3 separate regions of the Sus scrofa genome follow, and all the other regions are linked to region 1. A link is a contact called in public HiChIP or PLAC-seq data. All regions are on one chromosome and are shown on one strand. Each heading gives the region's core, a stretch centred on a gene start, on an enhancer-like site or on the middle of the called end of the contact. The rest is flanking DNA. Distances are from core to core; before and after follow the strand shown.

Region 1 (2,890 bases), core at 163-2,662:
TTCAGGGCTGATTCCTCAATCCAGGTGGGGCCTGGGGCGGGATAGTCCCGTTAATCTCTAGACATGAACCTCCACCCCATCTCTGGCTTCCTCCCACCGCGTGTTTTATTCTTGGGACAACTGGAACCTTTCATCCTGATCCTAACTCCAACGCCGGTCCCCTTCTCCACGGGTGTGACCCCCACCCCCACCCCCGTACAATTAAGGTCCCTCTCCCAAAATAGGCGTCCTTAAACTCAGTCGCGGACGCCTCCTCAAATGTGTTCTCAGCTTCCAGGTAGGATCTCCTCGCCTTCCAGATATGCCTCCCACATTTGGCGGCAGCCTCTAGTGCCTCCATTTCCATAGAAATACCCTCCCCCGCCCCATGTGCCTACACTTGGGCTGTAAGCCACATCCAGCTTGTCCCCCCTCTAAAAATGTTCCATCTCCAGATGTGCTCTGCCCATTCAGTTATGGGTTCCTTGTCCCCAGTCATACTCTTTTTCTTTTCTTTTGTTTTTTAATGGCCGCACTGGTGGCATATGGAGGTTCCCAGGCTAGGGGTCCAATCCGAGCTGTAGCCACCGGCCTACGCCACAGCAACACGGGATCCAAGCCTCTTCTGCGACTTACACCACAGCTCACAGCAACGCGGGATCCTTAATCCGTTGAGCAAGGCAGGGATCGAACCCACGGCCTCATGGTTCCTAGTCGGGTTCGTTAACCGCTGAGCCACAACAAGAACTCTGCTAGTCGTATTCTTCATGCATCTGTGGCTCCCTCCTCCCCAGATGTGTCTCAGATTCTAGGCAGCTATTGCCCCTCTCCTGGATGGGACCCCTATGGGTTGCCATATCCAGCTGTGGAGGTGCCCCCGTATCCAGACGTCCTCCCCACATCTAGTATGGACCCTCTGCCTACAGGTGTGTGCCCCATTCACTTGTGGCCAATTCTCAGAAGTGTCACCAATATTCATCTGTGGTCTCTTCCTGCCCAGATATACCGCCCAGTCCAGTTGTGGCCCCCTCCTCTCATCTACAGTTCCCGTCCTCCCCAAATATGGGTCCTCATCCTAGACATGGTCCGTCGTCCTTAGATGGGCTTTATCACCCCAGATGCTCCCCCACGTCCAGCTTCGCCTCCCCCCCTTGGGCAGCCCCTCCCAGCTGGCTCCTGTCTCCCCAATCCCTCCCAGCCCCGCCCGCCTCGGCACCTCCCATCCAGGCTGTCCCACCCAGCTGTGCCTCTCCCCTCCCCCAGATGTGCACCCTTCCCGCCCCTCCCCAATCACCTACCCGCCCCGGAGCGGCGTCCACCTCCCACAATGCCCCGCGCCGAGGCCCGGCCCGGCCCTTGCTCCCGGGATGCCCCGCGCGGCCTCCCGCCTCTCTTCCCGCCGTGCCTCGCGAAGCAGCTTCCACCGAAGCTCCCTTTTCTTGGCGGTCACTCCTTGGACCCGCAGCCGCACCCACTCATTCAGTACAAGAGGAGGCTCGGGGCCGTTTCCCAGCGTGCTCTGCGGGAGGGCTCGCCCCACTTCACCCCCTTTCTTGCGGTCTCGCGGCCAAGAAACTACAACTCCCAGGACCCTCTGCGCGACGGCGGCGCGGCCGTCCTCCGGGCTCCGCCCCTCAGCTCGGCCCCGCCCCCGGCCGTAGAAGTCTGCGCGCGAACTCCGTGGCGCGAATTTGGTACTGCAGTGTAGCGCCCTGCGGTTCCGGGTGTGACGCTCTGGCCAGCGGTGTCTGGCCCGGAGAGAGGCAAGTGGAGTCGTCCGTGCGGGGCTTCAGGGCTGGGGAATGGCGCGCGTGTAGTAAACTCAGAGTTCATGCCTTCGCAGCGTCGGTCAGCTGCAGAGGAGCGGACGTGGGGAGACGCTGAGGCGGCCAGGAGCGCGCTGTGGAGGGGAGAGAGCGGGCAATGGGCCGCTCGAGGGGGCGGGGCAGCATCTGTCGGAGGCTCAGGGGCAGGTAGAATGTAGGTGAGGCCTGGAGCCCCTGGACTGAACTGGCTCTGAGGAGAGGCCTGGAGGGGCGGGACCACATGGAAGGGCGTGTCTATAGAGGGATGGGGGCGGGGAAAGGCTGTTGGTGGGCGGGGTCATCTGGAAGTTGGACTTGCGGGGCGGGGCCGGGGGAGGCGGGCCCACCTGGAAGGGGTGGGGCTAGGGAAAAGTTTAATGAAAATGTTGGAAGAGGAGTTTCCGTCGCGGAAACGAATCCGGCTAGGAACCATGGAGTTGCGGGTTCGATCCCTGGCGTCGCAGACGCGGCTCGGTGGCTCGGCTGTAGCATAGGCCGGCAGCGTCAGTTAGATCCCTAGCATATGGGAACCTCCATATGCCGTGGGGGCGGCCCTAAAAAAAAAAAAAGCAAACAAAAAAAGGACGGGGCCAGCTTTAAAGGCTGAACCCAGGTAGATGGGTGGGGTCAGGGGGAAGTCAATGGTAAGACTGAGGCAAAGGCCTAATGGGCTAAGGCCTTATGAAAGGTCAGGAACTTTCTGGAGGGCCCTGCAAGGAGGCGGCCAAGGCGTGGGAGGGAGTGGGGCTCAGGGGAGAGTAGCTGAAAGGTCTGAACTTATCATTGCCCAATGGCTTATCATTGCCTGAGGGCCCGAGAGGCCTGAGGAGGGAAGAGAGAAGTCTTGGAGAGCTTCAAGGGTAACGGGTTGGGCACTTGGCAGGGAGGGGCATTTGGAAAGGGGAGCTGGCTTGGAAGGGGGAGGGGAGACAGCAGAAAATGGGATTATGGCCGTCACTCCTTGGCCACCATTTCAGCCCATTTGAACCTCTGACTTATTAGGCAGCCTGAGAAGAAGGCACGAGGGAAAGGCAGGAAGGATGTGTTGAGTTGAGTAAGACCGTAAGAGTTTAATTTTAGGATCCTTAGGCCTGCAGATCTCCCCC
Region 2 (2,890 bases), core at 122-2,621, 340 kb before region 1:
TCCACCTGTTATCTGTCTCATTCTGTATTTTTTTCCCCCCTGTCATTCTGGGGGTCTCTGTCTCTGTGTATCTTATCAGTTTCTGCATCTCTTGCATTCACTGTATGTCCCAGGTCTCTCTCTCTCTTTCTCTCTCTCTCTTTCCCCCTCTCTCTGGTCTCCCGCGGCTGCCCCCACCTCCCTGCCTGTTTATTTTCTACCCTGCGTCTCCTGCCAAATCTCCCCATCTCAGGCTCCTCTTCCTCCTCAAGCCTCCGCAGCTCCCTGACCTCACCTCTGCTCTCTTGCCTCAGCCTCCCCGGCTCCTCCTCCTGCCTCCTCCCGCTCCCCCACTCTCTCTCCAAGTCTCTGCCTCCCCCTCCTGGTCAGCGGCCCACACCGCACTCCGGTCTCCCAGGGGATCCCCTAGCCGGGTTAAGGGAGCCCCTGGTGGAGGCTTGGGTGATGCATCCGGCGGGGGGCTGCAGGCGCTGTGCAGGCTCGCACCTGGGTCCCTGCGAGCTGGGGGATCCCGGATCCTTCAGGGCCAGTGGCCCTGAGCGTGGAGACACCCGAGGACTCTCCCAGCTCCACCTTAAGGGCCCCCCCCTTCCCCCTTCTGCGGAGGATGGAAACTGCCAGCTCTTGGGCCCCAGGTGTCCGGGCCACCCCCGCCCCCGTGGCCCCAGCGCGGCTGGGAGCTGGGGACGAGTCCCCCCCCCCAACAACCTCTCTATCCTGCCCCTGGGAGTACTCCCTCCACCACCACCCACACACACCAGCCCAGGGAGGGGTGCTCGCTGCTGTGAGAGCCCCCCCCAACAGAAAAATTAAATAACAGCAAGAGAGAGAAGGGGGGGAGGGAGAAGAGCGAGACAGAGAAACAGAAGAGGCAGGAGAGGAGGAGGTGGGGGGAGAGAGAGAGGGGGCAGCGGGAGGCCGAGAGGGAGAGAGTGAGGAGGAGAAGAAGGGGAGAAGGAAGAGGCAGGAGCAGAGGAGGGAGAGAGGGAGGAGGAGGAGGTGAGAGAAGCAGGATGGAGACATGGAGTTAGGAGGCTGGGGAGAGCTTAATGAAAAGAGAGCGAAGAGGGGGGTGTGGGTTAGAAGCCCAGGGGTAACCCGAGGGAAAAGCAGAAGGCAGAGGAGAGGAGTAGGAAGACCGGGAGACAGAGGGAGACTCGAGGGCTTGGGGAGAGAGGCGAGGAAGGAGACACGCCGAGAAGGAGCAGGGGAGTGGGTGGGGTAGGGGGGTCTCAGTCCCCGGCTGCCTCAGAAATTGGGAACTGGGGCTCCCCGTGTGGAGGAGAGGAAGGCTGCAAGTCCTTGGGGGGTCGGGGTTCCACAGAGAAGGGAAGGAGCTGGGGGGTTGGGGGTCAGGGCATTGGGATAGGGGTCGCCCCGAGGCTTCCCCGGGATGGGGGGTGCAGCTCGTCTGAGCGCCCCTCGAGCGCTGGTACTCTGGGCAGTACTGGGGGCGGCAGGTAAGGCCTGGGGGGGTCGGGGCAGGAGCCCCTCAGGGAGGGGTGGGGGTGGGGTGTCCAGGAGAGGGTTTCAAGCCGCTGTCTCCCCAGCTCACATCGGACCCGCACCTGACCCAGAGGACTGGTGGAGCTACAAGGATAATCTCCAGGGAAACTTCGTGCCAGGTGCAGCCAGGGCGGGGACCCAGGCGTCTGGGCAGCCAGGCTTTCCTCCTGAGACCCCGGAGTCCGCTCCTCCCCTGCCCCCCCCCGCCCCCCCCCCCATCCCCAGGACCCAGGAGTCCTAGCCCCTTCCTTCCTCCCTCCGGAGGCCCAGCCTCTGACCCCGGGTGGCTCAGCATGGGACATTATACATGCGCATTTCGAGTCGGGAGTGGGAGTGAGTGGAAGGCAAGGGAGTGTGGGGGTGGAAGAGTGTGTGTGTGCTTGCTGGGAAAGACCAGGTAGGTCCTGGCTCGTACTGAGAACCAGAGGTTCGGGGCCCGGTTCTCCACCTGGTCCAGCCCTCTCTTGCAACTCCTTCTCCCCAGTACATTCATCAACCAGCTGTGGGATAAGGGAGACTGAAGAACTACAACTCCCATGGGCTCTGGGGCAAGCAGGCAGGGGATGGGTAGGCTGGCCACCTCACAGACTGCTGGGAGTTGTAGTTTCTTCCCCAAAGACCATTGATGATAGGTTTGATCAAAGAGAGGCTTGGAGGTGTTGGGGGTAGGGGGGCGGTATAGGAAACTCCTCTAAGAGTCTTCTAGGACCCAGGACTCTGCATTTCAGCCACCTCCTCCCTCAAAGTCAGGAAACCACAGCCTTCCCAGCAGATCCCAGCACTGAGATCTAGTCCCTACTTCTGACTCCCTTTCCTCCCTGCCCCACCTCTGCTCCCAGGGCCTCCCTTCTGGGGCCTGGTGAACGCAGCCTGGAGTCTGTGTGCTGTGGGGAAGCGGCAGAGCCCTGTGGATGTGGAGCTGAAGAGGGTCCTTTACGACCCCTTTCTGCCCCCACTGAGACTCAGCACTGGGGGAGAGAAGGTAAGTGGCCTGTTGGGAGGGGTTACCAAACCCCACTGGGCTTGAGTTGGGGTCGGGGGTGGGGCATGAGCTGGGAGGCTAGCCTGGGGGAAGGAGCCCTACACTGAGCAGAGAGGAGGCGCTGTCCACCCTTAAATGGATCCCTGATTCTTCCCTCTCCAAACATGGCCTCCTAGTCTTTCCATCTCTTGGAAGCAATGGTAAGACAGACCATCTCCCGTGCCAGGCACTGTTTTCGAACCTGATAAATCGTCTCATCTTCACAACTCCATGAAATAGATGCTATTGTTATTCTTATTTTAGGGATGCAGAAACTGAGGCACAGAGAGGTGAAGTCACTTGCCTGAGGTCACACAGCTAGAGAGTGCCAAGGCTGGGATTCAGACCTAGGCAGTGTGGTCC
Region 3 (2,890 bases), core at 226-2,725, 320 kb before region 1:
GGGAAACAAAGACAGATGCATTGATCGAAGAGGCTGGGACTCAGAGACCAGGGAACAGGGACAAGGATGGGGAGAAGAAAACTGTCCCAAGGTATGGTTATCTTGACTTGCAGATAGACCCTTACCTGATCGTGCTCCTCTTCTGCTTTAAGGAATCCATTCGTCTGCAGGCCCCCTGCTGTGTTACAACATCAACGTGGCCCCGGCTGGGAGGCCATGGGAGGGTGGTATGGGCAAGGAGTCAGGCATCATGGTCCAGGCTTGGCCTGTGGCTCTGGGGAGGAGAGATGAATAAGTAGGAGTATTAAGGGCAGAGAAGAGGAGGCCAAGCCCCAAGTGCTGGGGGCCCAAGGGGCAGGGCTTCCCAGAAGAGGAAGACAAGAATGGACAAGTCAGCTTCCTCATTGCCCCAACCAGTCCATCTGGTCCTCTCCACCTCCCCAGTGAGAGCCAACAGGATTAGAGGCTAATTGTTAACTCAGCGCTTAGAAGTACAAAGCATTGTCCCAAGCATTTAAACTAACTTATATAATGCTAGAAAACACTCCATGTGCCAGGCCTATTATCATCCCCTTCTTGCAAATAAGGAAAGTAATACACAAAAAAAGGTTTTGCCCAAGGTCTTATGCTTAGTAAGGAACTGAATTTGTCTCTGCTTCTCCCTAGACCTCCATCTTCCCTCTCTTTCTAACATCCTCCCACCTCCCGTCATTATTTCCCCCACCCTCCGTCTCTGTCCACTCCCCTCTGGGTCTCCATTCCTTCCCTCCTCTGAATCTCGGTCTCCCTCTCTCTAATTCTCTCCACTTTTCTTTTTCAGGAATTTTTTTCTCTCCACCGCGTCGCCCCAGCCCGCAGCCTCAGCTTGCCTCCTCTGCGCTCCAGTACCGTGCACATCCCTCATACCGAACCCGCTGGGCCACTTGAAACTCTCTGGCTGGGAGAAGCAGCCTCCGGGTGGCAGAGGCTGAGGAGGGGTTAAGGAAGGGCCATCTGGGAGAAGAGGGTGAAGCTGAACCTAAAAGGTGGAAACACCGGATGCCACAGACAGGACTGCAGCAAGAAGATCTCGGGTTAGACCTCAAGCAAGACTTCTCAAGCTGCGGCCGCGCCTGGCAAGCGCGGCACGAGACAAGGCAGAGGTGAACCCGATAAGGAAACGCTCAAAGATTGGGGTCAGACGGTTCCCTACGTCCGGACTGGTCCCGCCAGCCCCGCCTCCTCACCTCCAAGACTCGGGCCGCTGGGTCCTCCGGGAGCCACCGAGAGGCCGTCGGCGTCGGGCCAGAGCGTCAACGCACGACGCGTCTTCCTACTTCTGCGCGACATCTCCCTCGTTCCCAGCGCCCTTTCTTCCGGAAGACTATCGAGAACAGAGACTGGATATGGCCAGAGAGGCCCCGACGTACAGACCCTTCCCTCCTAGGGACCAGGGAACCGACACCCAATTCCGGAGGCGTCTATCTAGCCGGTCCTCCGATCACCATAGAGAGGGCGGGCGTCGCGGTAGAGTGCCGCGTCGCGTCCATGTGACGTCACGTACGAGCCCTTCACTGACGGCTTTCCCCGCCCACCCTAGCTCCCTGTCTCTCTTTCCGGACCTGGCTAAGGAGGAGGCGCCATCATGGTGAGCGCGCTTTGCGGAGTTTGGGCATTGATCATCCGTTGCCATCCGCTGCGGTCTGGGACCGAGGATGTTCCAGAGGGAGGCAGGGGTCCCAGGGTGTCCAAAGGAAGCGACTCCCGGGCTGGGGAGCTATTTTGGGGGCTTGAAGAGCAGAAATGGGAGTCGTCAATTTCTCGTCCTCCCGTATTCTTTTATGGTTCCCATTGAGTACATGACCAACTTGAGGGGTAAGGGAGTTAAATATGACCGGTAACGTAATGACAATAAAGAGCGGAGTCAGAATTCGGACCCAGGCGCTGATCCCACAGCCACTCTTGCCTGTGCTGCCCTTGGACCTGTCACTCCCCGGCCTGGAAAGCTGGGTTCTGGGGGAGTTGCTGAGCGTCTGGTGCCTGGGTGTGGGGACCAGGCAGGCTTCGATTCGAATCTCAATTCACTGCCCAACGTATCATTTCTGTGCGGGGAAAGCATCTTGACTTTATCATTGGGGGCCCAGTAATTATGTCTCACAGATGTGAGTTTGGGAAGAAATAAGTCCCGGGAAGTGTGCTTGTTGTAGGCTTTTGCGTATATTAAGTGCTGGAGGTATCAGTGGTCAAATACCTCTTTCCAGTTAATAGCATAGTAAACAAAAAAAAACCTCTTTAGGCAAGTAGGCAGGGGCTGTAGTGGAAATCGTAGGCTGCTTTCAGTTTTTTTTTAGCGCTAAAGTGGGAAACTAACTTCATAAAAGATTGTTGGATTCAAGGAGATAGTATAAGAAAAGTCCTAGAAGTAGTTTTGTACGGATTACTGAAAAAAAAAGTTCATTGATACCGTAATACCTTTTTAAGTCTGCCTTTGGTTTAAGTGATTTTGGTTCTGCTTTTTCGGAGTGAGTTTGGGGTGCTTAAATAATACATCCCTGAAAACACAGTTTAGTTCTTTGGAACTAAAAATTTGAGTCAGTGTGGCTCCTTTGTTGAGGTCTTTCAGGGTGTGTGCTGTGTGTCATGTGCTGAAGGCTTATGTTGAATTAGTTTTTTTCTACAAAGGGGTCATTGGGTAGGGGGTTAAGTGGTTTTTCCCAGAGCTCTCCGAGTGTCAGATTGGAGTTCGTTGTCTCCAGAGACTGCATTAGCTCTTGCTCAGAGGTAAGGGCTCATTGAGAATGTTTGTGAGGTGAGGATCGAGTCAGGGCTGGGTTCATGGTCTTCCCTTCACCCCTGCAGGGAGTTGACATCCGCCACAACAAGGACCGAAAGGTTCGACGCAAGGAGCCCA

The links. HiChIP or PLAC-seq counts read pairs in DNA pulled down with a chosen protein or histone mark.
Region 2: an H3K27ac HiChIP or PLAC-seq map of alveolar macrophages shows a contact between it and region 1. The contact joins the promoter of CA11 here to the promoter of C6H19orf68 in region 1. A contact is called at or near these places in 1 of 5 promoter capture datasets (fetal skeletal muscle) and 1 of 2 datasets of contacts at active chromatin or transcription factors (alveolar macrophages).
Region 3: a contact with region 1 is called in an H3K27ac HiChIP or PLAC-seq map of alveolar macrophages. The contact joins the promoter of RPL18 here to the promoter of C6H19orf68 in region 1. A contact is called at or near these places in 1 of 5 promoter capture datasets (fetal skeletal muscle) and 1 of 2 datasets of contacts at active chromatin or transcription factors (alveolar macrophages).

Annotation. Positions count from the first base shown.
Region 1 is chr6:53,658,744-53,661,633 of Sscrofa11.1, reverse strand. It overlaps C6H19orf68, which reads right to left and starts at 1,412. Exons shown (of 4, transcript XM_005664646.3): 1 at 1,278-1,412. LIG1 (DNA ligase 1) reads left to right here and starts at 1,614. Exons shown (of 28, transcript XM_021094649.1): 1 at 1,614-1,742.
Region 2 is chr6:53,997,125-54,000,014 of Sscrofa11.1, reverse strand. It overlaps CA11 (carbonic anhydrase 11), which reads left to right and starts at 1,371. Exons shown (of 9, transcript NM_001004038.1): 1 at 1,371-1,460; 2 at 1,551-1,625; 3 at 2,346-2,488. The coding sequence starts at 1,394. All of the region lies in intron 2 of LOC110261016 (a long non-coding RNA gene), which reads right to left.
Region 3 is chr6:53,977,266-53,980,155 of Sscrofa11.1, reverse strand. RPL18 (60S ribosomal protein L18) reads left to right here and starts at 1,475. Exons shown (of 7, transcript XM_021094700.1): 1 at 1,475-1,627; 2 at 2,839-2,890. The coding sequence starts at 1,625.